3 separate regions of the Sus scrofa genome follow, and all the other regions are linked to region 1. Evidence: chromatin contacts called from public Hi-C data. All regions are on one chromosome and are shown on one strand. The core of a region is the stretch at or near the end of the contact, and the rest is flanking DNA. Distances in the headings are between cores, read along the strand shown.

The links. Hi-C and Micro-C count contacts between places; a contact is called where the count stands out from the background.
Region 2: a contact with region 1 is called in a Hi-C map of liver, with 1.9 times the contacts expected there. A contact is called at or near these places in 3 of 5 promoter capture datasets (fetal liver, fetal skeletal muscle and liver), 25 of 47 Hi-C or Micro-C datasets (adipocytes, alveolar macrophages, blood and 15 more) and 2 of 2 datasets of targeted methods (alveolar macrophages and skeletal muscle).
Region 3: a contact with region 1 is called in a Hi-C map of skeletal muscle, with 3 times the contacts expected there. A contact is called at or near these places in 5 of 47 Hi-C or Micro-C datasets (epiblast stem cells, liver and skeletal muscle) and 2 of 2 datasets of targeted methods (alveolar macrophages and skeletal muscle).

The regions. Positions count from the first base shown.
Region 1 is chr3:77,190,335-77,194,350 of Sscrofa11.1, reverse strand. It overlaps SERTAD2 (SERTA domain-containing protein 2), which reads right to left and starts at 1,781. Exons shown (of 2, transcript XM_005662514.3): 1 at 1,069-1,781. It overlaps LOC102160963 (a long non-coding RNA gene), which reads left to right and starts at 2,036. Exons shown (of 4, transcript XR_002342636.1): 1 at 2,036-2,623.
Region 2 is chr3:77,295,693-77,299,708 of Sscrofa11.1, reverse strand. All of the region lies in intron 1 of SERTAD2 (SERTA domain-containing protein 2), which reads right to left. Among named protein-coding and RNA genes, the nearest start is that of SERTAD2, 110 kb to the right of the region's middle.
Region 3 is chr3:77,261,122-77,265,137 of Sscrofa11.1, reverse strand. All of the region lies in intron 1 of SERTAD2 (SERTA domain-containing protein 2), which reads right to left. Among named protein-coding and RNA genes, the nearest start is that of SERTAD2, 71 kb to the right of the region's middle.

The DNA of each region.
Region 1 (4,016 bases), core at 532-3,031:
TTTAGCAACAACTTATTCTGGTTAGTCTGAAAGAGAAGGAGAGAATGAACTACTAAGAGGCCTTTCCTGTACTTTAATATTTCAAAACATGTTTGGGTTGGCTTAATTTGAATCTTGTGGACAACTATACCAGAACATGATTCAAAAAGAGTAATAATTTAAATAGGCTGAATTCTCAAAAGTGACCTCAGAAGGCGAATCAGAGTTAACTATTCCTCATGACTTTTACCTCAAATTAATATTAAAGATGCATAGGGTGAAATTCTCATAAAGCATATATGGGCAAGTATGCGTACCTTTGAACAGCCAACAACCAAGAAACCAAATTAAAATTTTGTTCAAGAGTAATCAAGTATATAAAAGAGGGATATCAAAAGGAAAAAAATCCCTATTTGCCCTTAACACACCCCACTGTGCCTGGTGACCAAGAAATACAAAATTCTGTGTTTTAATTTCTTGCTGGAATAAAGGTGAGCTAAAGACGAAGTGTCAAGCTAGATTTCCATCTTACCTTGCATTCCTCCAACAGGTTCAAAGACTTCATAACCTGTACTTCAGTTAATACTGAATCCATATTCTTTTCAAAAGGGGACCTACCACACTAGTCTAAAAATACAAAGCTATGCCACTAGGCAACCTATCTTCTCTTGGTCCACACATTCAAATTACAAATACCTTTTGCTTTGCCTTTATTGACTAAAAGTTTTAACTTTGATTTGGAGGAAAACGTACTCATTAGCTGTTTTACACTTTTTGGCAGGTCACGGTCTATCAGATCAAATCGCTATGACCGCTCACTAAGAAAGCATACCATTGCCGCTCATTTTATAAGCGTTATAATACCCCGATGGTAGAAGTCTGGCAATACCTAGAAATACAGCAAGGCTGGTGAATAAGGAGTCGAGGGGCGGGGGGAAAGGGAGCGAGGGAGGGAAGCAGTCGCCACCTCAAATCCACGCCGGACCAGGAACCTCCAGCCCACAGTGTGATCCCTGCCCTCCCCAAAGTGGACCCGCCACATTTTTCCAGATCCACCCTACCCCCTCCCCAACCCAACACGGTACTCACCCTTCTGCGAAGTCGGCACCGGGTCCAGCTCCGAGACGGGTCGGGGTGGCTGCGAGGGAGGGGACGTCTGGACTGTGGGCGGGGGGTGTCGGTGCGTCACTCACGTGCAGGACGGTGAGTTCGAGGGGTGGGAGCGGAGAGGAACTGGGAAATCAAGTCACGGCCGAAAAGGGAGGAGAAGAAACCGGGGAGAGGGTGGACAGCCCCTTCCCTAAAATAAACCCACCGGCCCCTGCGACCCCTTGCCCCTGGGAGAGAAAATAAAATCAGAGGAAATAAAAGACTGACAAATCTCTAAAACGACGAGGAGCGAGGAACAGACTTTAATTTAAAGGGAGGAGATTGATCGAGGGCTGGAGGGGAGACAGAAGTGGCTCTAGGTCTATCCCATGCCTTTGCAGTCCCCAAGCAGAGGAGGAGGCTGGCTGAGGGGAAGTTGCAGCGGCTCCTGAGGAGGAGGCGGAGGAGGCGGAGGAGGAGGTTACACAGTAACAAGTACAGACAGCCATGGATCAGAGGGGCGCTGCGAGCAGGGGCGGCCGCGGCGGGGCGAGCGGCGGCAGTGGCAGCACCGCCTGCTCGGCTCGTTCAAGACATTTAATTGGATTGATGGGTTGTGCAGTGACTCACAGACTTCACAGAGTCGTACAGCAATCCCCGCCCAGCTGGACAGGGGAGATGCGGCGGGGACGGGAGGGGAAAGGGGGCCGTGGAAGAGCAGGGAGGGGAGGAGGCGACTGAGAAGGCGAGGCGTTAGGGAGGCGGGGAGCGGAGTGAAGTCACCCAATAGGGGAGTCCGCCGCGCCGACGGGCGTGGGCGTCGGCCAATGACGGCGCGGCTCGATAGGCGGCTGGCTTCGCCCCTGGCCCAATGAGTCTTCTAAGGACACCGCCGCGAACAGGGCGGGGGAAGTGGAGTTGGGGGTGGGGAGAGGTGGGTGGACGTTGAAGTGGGGGGTGGAGGGAAAGAGGAGGCGCGGGAGACCGGCGGAGTCACTCTGCTCTCCTCGCTCCCGAAGTGAGCCTTCTACCAATCCGAGGGCCGCCTGGGGGTGATGGACGCAAATGTGTGACCAATGAGGAGGAGAAGGTGTCCGCCGCGAGCCAGAGGGGAAGGAGTGGGCGGGTCATTGCTCTCCTCTCCCTCCCGCGCCGGGGTCCTCCCTCCCGCCTGGTTCGGGTCAGTCACGCAAATGACAGTGTGAGGGCTGGGGCAGTGCCGGGGTGGGGAGGGGCCGCGCTGCTGGCGGCGTGACAGCAATAGCGACTGGCTGTGCTTCCGACTCCGCGCCGGCAGGAGGAGGTGACGGCGGAGGTTGGCTCCTTACTGAGCGTGCAGGCTGCCGCTGCTGCTTCTGCTGTACCCCTCCTGCTCAGTCTCTGCCTCGAGCTGCCCGGGAGCCCCTACCGCCAAACCCCACCCCTGAGAGGCAGACAGATTTGGAGTGAATCAGGTCAAAACTTTGCCCCACGTCTGTGCAGTGCCCACTCTTGAAGACAGCTCCGTGTGATGTTCTGGGAGCTGAGGGAGCTGGACGCCAGAGACTTGGCAATGGTATTTGCCTCCTTGTTTGCCTGTTTTCTGGGGAAGTCAGGGAAGGGTGTGGACAGGTTGAAACAGCTCCTAAATACATACCATTTCTTTATTGAGTTTCTAGCAGAGGCACTTCTTAAACTGGCACGAGCGAAGCTGTACGGGCTTTGTCGTTTGTTTTCTTCATACATGTACGAGTACATATTAGCTTCCTCCAGCCCTTCCTCTTCCACCACTCTTCCACTTTCCTACCCACTCTCCTCGCCTGGTACCCTGACAAAAACTAAGGCGCGCTTACTGCTAGATCTTCTGGCTGCCCATTCCCAATGGCTTTTTCTCAATTTCTTGCCTACTGTCTAGCAGCCATTCTACAAACCTTAACGCTTTCCACATACTTGTACTTGCAAGTAATTGCAATCACTAATAAACCTGAATAGAGATGCCCTCAGTAGCAAAAACACTGGCAGAAATCCATCTTCTTTCCCACAAGATGCATTTCTGCAGGTTATTTGAAATTTATTAGCTTCCTATCAAGAAACTAAGGAAAGGCAAACCACATATCACATCCCTAGAAAAAAAAAGATTTTCAAATCCAAATACTCCATATCCATTTTCCATAGCCAAGTCACCTAGAGAGACCTAGGGTTGATTTATGATCTTGACATGAGGAAGATCTTTTTTTTTCCCATAATTATAAGATTAAAACATACAGTGGTCTGGAATTCAGAGGAGAGATAATAAGTGAACATGCAGGCTTACTGTAGTCGTGTAGAGGCTTTCCTTGATTATTATCATTTTAGAGTGTGAATCCTTCCCCTAAGCCCTAATTGTGACACTCAGCCTGACACCTCTTACCTCTTCTCTTTATGATTTTACCCTATTCCAGGAGTTCAGCCTGTAGTCCTGAATCCACCTAAGAAAATGGACTGTGATGCAGACTTCTCTTGTCTGCAGATTGTGTATGCATTGCTTTTCAGTGTGTTGAAACTTCTTTGGGGTTTGGCAGTGTGGGAGTCCAACATCTTCACCCCAGGACATAGTGATGCAGGAGGTGGACCATGTTCCCTTAGCCAGGTCACCCTGCAATGCTCTGAACAAACCGGATCCCTTATGTGGGGAAAATCAGCTCCATTTCTCATGTGGGTTATTATACTGCATTTAAGAATGTGTTAATGGGGAGTTCCCATTGTGGCTTAGTGGTAAGGAACCCAACTAGTATCCATTAGGATGCAGTTTAGATGCCTGGCCTCACAGTGGGTTAAGGATCTGGTGTTGTCACAAGCTGCTGTGTAGGTTGCAGATGTGGCTTGTATCTGGCGTTGCTATGGATGTGATGTAGGCCAGCAACTACAGTTTCAACTCAAACCCTAGGTTGAGAACTTCCATATGCCTCAGGTACAGCACTAGAAAGACA
Region 2 (4,016 bases), core at 574-3,073, 110 kb before region 1:
GTGACTAGATATATAGTTCCCTGTGCTATATGGCAGGAGCTCAGTGGCCATTCATTTTAAAAAATAACTACTTTGGGGCTATTTTGAGATAAAATGTATGTCTTCACAAGGACCTCTGGGTATTGATAATTAATGAGTCAACAGAACTTTACCCATTTAGTCAAAAACAATAAAAGTAATCAGGAGTTCCCGTTGTGGCGCAGTGGTTAACGAATCCGACTAGGAACCATGAGGTTGCGGGTTCGGTCCCTGCCCTTGCTCAGTGGGTTAAGGATCCGGCGTTGCCGTGAGCTGTGGTGTAGGTTGCAGACGCAGCTCGGATCCCGCATTGCTGTGGCTCTGGCGTAGGCCGGTGGCTACAGCTCCGATTGGACCCCTAGCCTGGGAACCTCCATATGCTGCGGGAGCGGCCCAAGAAATAGCAACAACAACAACAACAACAACAAATAAATAAATGAATAAATAAAAAAAATAAAAAAAAGTAATCAGAGTACCACACTGACTGTAATAAATATTTATTTTTTTAAGGAAACTACCTTTCCGTATTTCAGTGATCTTCAGGGACCTTTAAGGAAACCCTGCATCTCCTCTACCCCGCTGCCACCCTGGAACATTCCATTCATCCTATCTTTAGGGGCTTCAGAAGCAAGACAGCAGGTGCCACTAGAAGAATCCACATTTTGACTTTTTTCACCAACTACCGTTAGATCGCTAACAACCATCATCAGGTAAAATCTCTTTTATTTTGTATTTCTGGACATTATACAAATATTTTTAAAAGCAGTCTGTTTAAAAAACTGTTCAGGAAAGACTATTGATTGCAATGGTGGTGACACGCAGAGAGGCGGTGGCAAAAATTTCTTCATCAGCTACAGACTAAGGTGCTCAAATTCCTCTGCCAGATCAGTTTGCTATGACAGCAGGGAAAACACAGACGTATACATGTACATGGAAGTTCCCTCCTTTAAAAAGGAAAGAAATCTGAAAAGCAAATCTGTATCATGTATTATTGTAAAATGGGATAAACCACCAAGGGAGGATCAGATTAAAACAGTTGCCAACTCGTTATCTCATTGGTGTGGCTAGAATTTTATGCAAACCTGTTCTGGTGTAGAGATGACCTTGGGACTTTCAGATTCTCTGAGTTTAACTCAACACTTCTAATCCCCAGGGTGGGGTACTCCAGCAGGCCTGCTTGAAGCCCAGAAGCCGAGGCTGGCGTGGAATGATAAGCAGTCGGCCAGGAGAGCAGAGCAAGGGGCTAAAGGTTGATCTGCAGCAAGTAACGCTTTGTTATTTAATTTTCTGACCATGGCCTGATCAAGGAAAACTTTTTACTTTGGTTCAACAGGTTCACACAGACCACTATAAACATGAGAGAGTGAGTGTGAGTGTGTGTGTGCTGAAGAGCCAGAATCCCTATCCCTTCACTATTCTACATGAAACTCCTTAGAAGCACAAAAACGCCTGGTTTACTAGCATCTTCTTTTTGGTTAACTGCCTGTGAAGGTTTTTAGAGGGAAAAAAGCTTAGAATGAGGTAACAACTCTGCAAAGCTACAGGTTTCTGCAAAGGGACAAAAAGATAGTAGTGCAGACGTGAATTAGTTCTAAGAACTGAGGTTTGCTGCTCCCTGGAGTTACTAGAGAAACAAAGCTGCCTTTGGGCACCTAAAACTAGTCAGACCTGCTATAGCAGTTGCACAGTCAGCTCCAGATCTGCCCTCCACTCTCCTCCCCCCTACCCCGGCCCCCACCCCACGCATCCGCATTGCTCACTCCACTCAGCCCCGGCTCTGCCCTGACGTCCCCTGTCCAGGGGCCAGGCCAGCTCCGGACACGCGGCATGCAAGTGTGAGGAGGAGGCCAGACGAGAGAGCAGATGCCGACTCCATTCTGAACTGAAAGCTGCAGCGGGTGCAGAATACAGCTTCTGTGCTCCCGGCTTGCTAAGATAGATACATCAAATTGTGGGGTTTGCTTCAGTGCATCCTGGCAGGGATTCCCAATTAAGTTCAGAGAAGGGACGGGAGAGCTTGAGAGGAGACGAACGAGGCTTTCCAGCTTTAGGAGTCCTCGGACCACAAAGAGAGCAGAATTTCCACAAGGGAGTTTTCACTGAAGGTGGGGCTTGTTTAAATGATAAGTATCTGTTTTGTCCCAAGAGGAATCATCTGTGAGCAAAGATATTGCCATGTTTTGCTTTTGAAAATTTTACCTGTATTTCAAAGAAAATTTTTAGACAGTCAAGCATGTCTGTCTCATGATCTTTAAGGAAAAAAACAAAACAAAACAAAAAAACAAGGCATCTATTTATTACCCAGAATAGGACTGTCGTCTTATTGGCCTGACATATGCCATTCACAGATTCATACAAAGAATGAACTGCCACAAAGTGCTCATGGAAAAAGACACTGCTCCACACAATGAGTGATGGGCGCTCCGGGGGACAGCACTGTTCACAGGGTTGCCCAGCATCTGCACAGAGGGCAGAAGTTTGCCTTTAATACCAACTGCACTGGCCACTGGGAGACAATAATTTTTTTTAAAAGACATGCCAACTTTGGCTGGTTGCTGGTTCCCTCAAGAACATTAAAACTAAAGGAAATATCCACACACTTCTTAAGCAGGAGTCCTCGCTTGTGGATTTCTGTCAATTGTTTAAGGAATCATTAATAACAGTCGGTAGGAAATATATGATCTGTGCATATGCCGTGACCACGGCATTTTCAGATGTTCATGTTATGCTGACCAGCATTGATTTATGCAAAGACCCACGAAGGTGGGTGTTACCCTTGTTTTGAGGCCATTTTTACTTAAAACTGGAGCTTGCCCTCTGGTGCCTGGAGCATACACCTGATCTCTGCACTCAGTAATCAGAGATCTCCCTCTTTCCTCCACCCCCTCCTTTGTCAAGAAACTACAGCAACTACAGCTATCTTCTATAAGATATGCTGTTACAGTAAATATGAAAGTTTTAAAAAATTCTACAAGTGAAAAAAAAAAATTCTACAAGTGAACTGAAGTTCATACTTCTAAGTACCGTATCTACCCATACATATTTTTACTTATGTTGTTAACACTGACAATGTTTTTTTATATATAAACAAAATAAAAATTAAAGCTTCATGGTTTTATACTGGTGTTCTTTAACAAGAATCCATAGCAAAAGAGGCCTCTAACAGTTTCTGCTATAGCTTTTGTCTTTCTTAATAGCTAAAGTGTAAAATATTTTGATCAAGGGCAAACTCTTGAGTATAATTTACTACTGCTATGTAAAGGTAGTATGCTTTTGATTTTTTACTTTTTTCTGTCAATTTAATTTTTGACAGAAAAAACAATCTTTAAGTATTTGTATATAGGTATATATGTATCTATCCTCAACCTCCCCTTATACTTTTAAAATCTGTATTGTGTGTGTGCACCTTTCTAAGTAGCGTTGTGACTTTTTTTCTGCCATTGGAGCACTGTTTAAAATAGCATATGCCAAAACTTATCAGCTGCTACACAAATTTGAGGATTTTTAAATATCAAAATAGGGAGTTCTCTTGTGGTGCAGCAGGGGTTAAGGATCCAGCATTGTCACTGCAGGGGCTTGGGTTCCTGCAGTGGCATGGGTTCAATCCCTGGCTTGAAAACTTTACATGCTGAGGGCACAGCCAAAAAAAAAAGTCACGCTTGGGAGTTCCCTGGTGGCCTAGTGATTAAGAACTCAGCACTGTCACTGCTGTGGCTCAGGTTGGATCCCTGGTCTGGGAACTTCTGCATGTTGTGGGCACAGCCAAAATAATAATAATAAATAAATAATTTTAAAAATCAAAATATATATTATTTAACTATGCTCATTATAATTCAGTGCATGGAGACTGGGTAAAATTTATATTTTGGCTTCTCAATTAAATAAAAAAGTTTTCAAGGGGACAATTCAGCAAACAGAGTCTAAAGGTTTCCTAAATCTGAATATCCCTCTCTGTTTTTTAAGGGAAATAGGCCCAAGTAGCTGTTACCTAAGAAGCT
Region 3 (4,016 bases), core at 653-3,152, 71 kb before region 1:
AAAAGGTCTCAATATTTAGGTCAATGGAGTCAAGTTGTCAGTGCTGGACCAAAAGAGGAAGGGAGGGGAAAAAGGGAAGGGGTGAAAGGTGGAGCTTCAGTTACTATGAAACAGCTCCCAGGGATTTAGATGAACTAAAACTTGTCACCTATTATTCCCTTTAATTCGGATATGCGTTCACAGATGGGTAGCACTTGCCCAGGGAAATTACACTTGCAGAGAACATGTATGTAACATATTCAACTTCAGACGATACTATAACTTGGTAGGTTACCATACGGCCATTAATTAACATTAAAATTGCTCCTGATTATACAGAGTTTCTGACTCCATCAGGGAATATTTCTAAAATTTTAACCATGCTGTAGGCTAAGAAAGAGTTGAATTATAACATTATTACTAAGCAAAATACTAAAAATACTGAAACATAATGGAAGCTATTCTCCCCTGAGCACATATACAACTCCCATTGTTATTAAGAGAGCTGAGCACACACTCATTTGAAGGAAAAAAAAAGAAAGACAGAAACATACTGTAATGCCTCAGAGCTATTATAAGTGATGCATTAGCTTCCTAAGACTAAATAAGAAAAGCAGAGACTGGCTAGGTTTACAATTTTCAAATATGTCCATGTCCAATCAATTATTTATTTTGTGTTAATTTTAATTAAAAAAAAAACTACCCCACATAAAATGTTGCATCACTGATGTATTAGATCATAACACTCTTTACAGGAAAGCAAAGATAAGTTTAGTAAGTTTAATATACTAAATAAAGGTTCCTTTTCTCAGCCGAGAAAACATGTGAGTTGAAATCAAGCATGGGGAGTTCTGGAGTCAGTTTCATAATTACTTATACCCCACAAGAAGTTAGAACAAAAAATCTTTATAGGAAAAAAATGGTTTTAATCCACAATTATATGTGGTTGGGTACATATTCACCACTAGCTATGCAGATCATAAGGTCTCAAAAGCAAATAAATATAAGCTCTCAGTTTTGAGACCTTGGTCTTTCTTTGAAGAATGGGTGTGTAGCAGTGGGGGAGGGGGGATTAAACCTGGAACAGGCCTGGGAAGCTCTTCCAAGATTTTCATTTTAAGAAAGATAGATAAACAAACCAACATTGGGCCCATTTATTGAGGAATATTTGCAATAATGAATACATTTCTTTTACTGTAGTGTGCGTGTTGAGGAGGCTGACATGATTTTTAATTGTTTAGCACCCAAACAGGTTTACAAACATTTTGTTTTAAAACTAATAAAAAAAATTTTTTTTTAAGTAAAACTTTTACCCCAGCAGACAAAGACTTGGGTCCCCTAATGGCTTTATACGAGTTGGTTTTTAAAACCTGGAAACTGATTGGGTGACATTTAATCTCCGAGATTAAAATCACTTAGTGAATATTGTATTGTTCCACCGTTCTCACTGTCATTTTGGCATTTGGGGCCTCGCTCTGCTGCTTCTGCTGGCGCACTTACCAGCTAATGAAACCTAGCCCAGGAGCAGCTGCCTGAATCTATGTCAAACTGCATCTGGCACCCATCTATCTTCCAGCCATCTAAATTCACCTCTGAAATCATACAAAAGCAGCGCAGAGCTCCCTGCAGCCACACCAACACACCAGTCTTTGTTTCATCAAGGCTGTAAAGCAATTTCAGACTTTTTTTTTTTTTTTTTAATTTGTCACATATTTTAGAGGGGCAGCTTTTGAAAGGAATGAGGGAAAGTTTTTTTTTTTCTTTTTTCTTTTTAATCATGAGAATATCAAGTATTAAAAATATCCTGTTAAAATTTGGTAGACCATCATTAGCACAGTTTTGGCTGAAATAGTACATTTAAGGGCTTGCCAGTAGAGACACACTGGTGCCGACAGATCCCAGACAAGGAGGCGAGTCTGCTTAAAATTCTTGAGTTGTCACGGTTATTAAATATGCGGTGCCACAAAACCTTCCAGTACTCAAGGTTTTCACTGTATCAGCTCAGCTAAATTATCAAAAATGCTGATTTTAGCAGGAAATTTATTTACATGTGCATTCAAGAAACATTATTTTCAAGGACCATTATATGAGAGAAAAAGGTTTTACTGGATGAGAGAAATATACATGTTTCCCTCAAGATGAACTCTTTCTTCAAAAATTGTAATTAGTTGGATCACCCTGAAGCAACTGACTCTTCCCCTGTCCTTCTGATGATAATGACCTTTATAAGGGGACACTATTTTCTTTTAATAATTAAAAAAATTTTTTTTTCTTTTTAGAGTCCCACCTGCAGATATGGAAGTTCCCAGGCTAGGGGTCAAATAGGAGCTGCAGCTGCCAGCCTACACCACAGCCACAGCAACACCAGATCTAAGCCGCATCTAGGACCTACACCACAGCTTTCCACAATGCTGGATCCTTAACCCACTGAGCGAGGCCAGGGAGTGAACCCGTATCCTCATGGATACTGGCTGGGTTCTTAACCCACTGAGCCACAACGGGAACTGCCAGGGACACAATTTCCTTTAATGGCTAAGCCTTGAGCCCTTAAGAAAGGAGTGTAACAAAAACGTATTAAAGGATCTCCAAGGAAACGCAAGTCATACACAGATGACACAAAGCAAACTTAGTTCTTAGATCAGAAATAAGTCAAAAAATACTCTTTCTTGCTTATTCATTGATTTTTTTCCTCTCTCTCACACCCACACCCACACCCACACACACACACATTTTAAAATCTGTTTCCCTTTACAGTGTTTTATCTGAACCCTATACTTACTTTTTACTGTGGTATTTACATTTACATCTCAACCTTTTTAAAGTGTACCAATTCAGTGGCATTAAGTGTATTCATATTGTTGTACAACCATCCCTATCTATTTACAGAATTTTTCCATCATTCCAAACAAAAACTTGGTATCCATTAAACAGTAACTCTCCTTTCCTTCCTGCCCCCAGTATCTGATAACCTCTATTCTAAATTCCATCTATATACGACTTTGACTATTTTAGATATCTTATATAAGTTGAGTCACACAATACTTGTTCTTTTATGTCTGGCTTATTTCACTTAGTACGTTTTTGAGGTTCACCTATGTTTTAGCATGTATTCGAATTTCATTTCTCTCTAAGGATGAATAGCATCTTATGGTATGTGTACACCACATTCATCTGTTCATTCACATTTGGGTTGCTTCTACCTTTAGGTTACTCTGCATAATACTATTAATGAATACTAGCATACAGTTATCTGTTTGAGTTCCTGCTTTCAATTCTTTGGGGTATATACCTAGAAATGGAATGGCTGGATCATGTGGTAATTCTGGAACTTTTTGAGGAACTGAAAGTAGCTTTTAAAAACAAATCTTCTAAAACTTAACTTTGTCCTTGAAAAGAGCCATAGATTAGTTACAATGACTAAAATTCTTCTCTGATGTCTGGAGGTCATCAGTTTCCTCCACATTTGCTAAAATCAACAGTGAATTATCAGTCCTTATGGTACTTGACCTACAGAGTTGATCAGCTGATCACTCCCTCCTCCTCCAGGATCCAGCAGCCGGTGGTTTTCTTCCTGTCTCCCTGGCCACACCTTCTCATCCTCTCTCAGCTGCTTCCTCTCTCTCTCTCCCAGACTTCTAAAGGGCCCCTTTAGGCTTTTAGGATCAAGCCCTCTAAAGCCTCAGTATTTGGACATCATCATACTCCTCTCTTGGAAATCTCAGTTTGTTTCATGGCTTTAAATATCATAGCAGAGTTCCTTGGTGGCCTATTGGTTAAGGACTCGACATTGTCACCGCTGTCTCTGGTTACTGATGTGGCTAGGGTTCAACCCCTGGATTGGAAACTTCTGCATGCTACTGGTGTGGTCAAAAAAAGAAAAAAAAAATCATACAAATGCTGACAACTGTAAGTTTCTATCCCTAGTCTGTTTACCTCTCCTCTGATCGCCAGACTGGAGTATCCAACTGCCTATCCAACATCTCCACTTAGATGTCTCAAGTTCAACATGCAGTCCTCAACTTCCCCCCAAAGCTGCA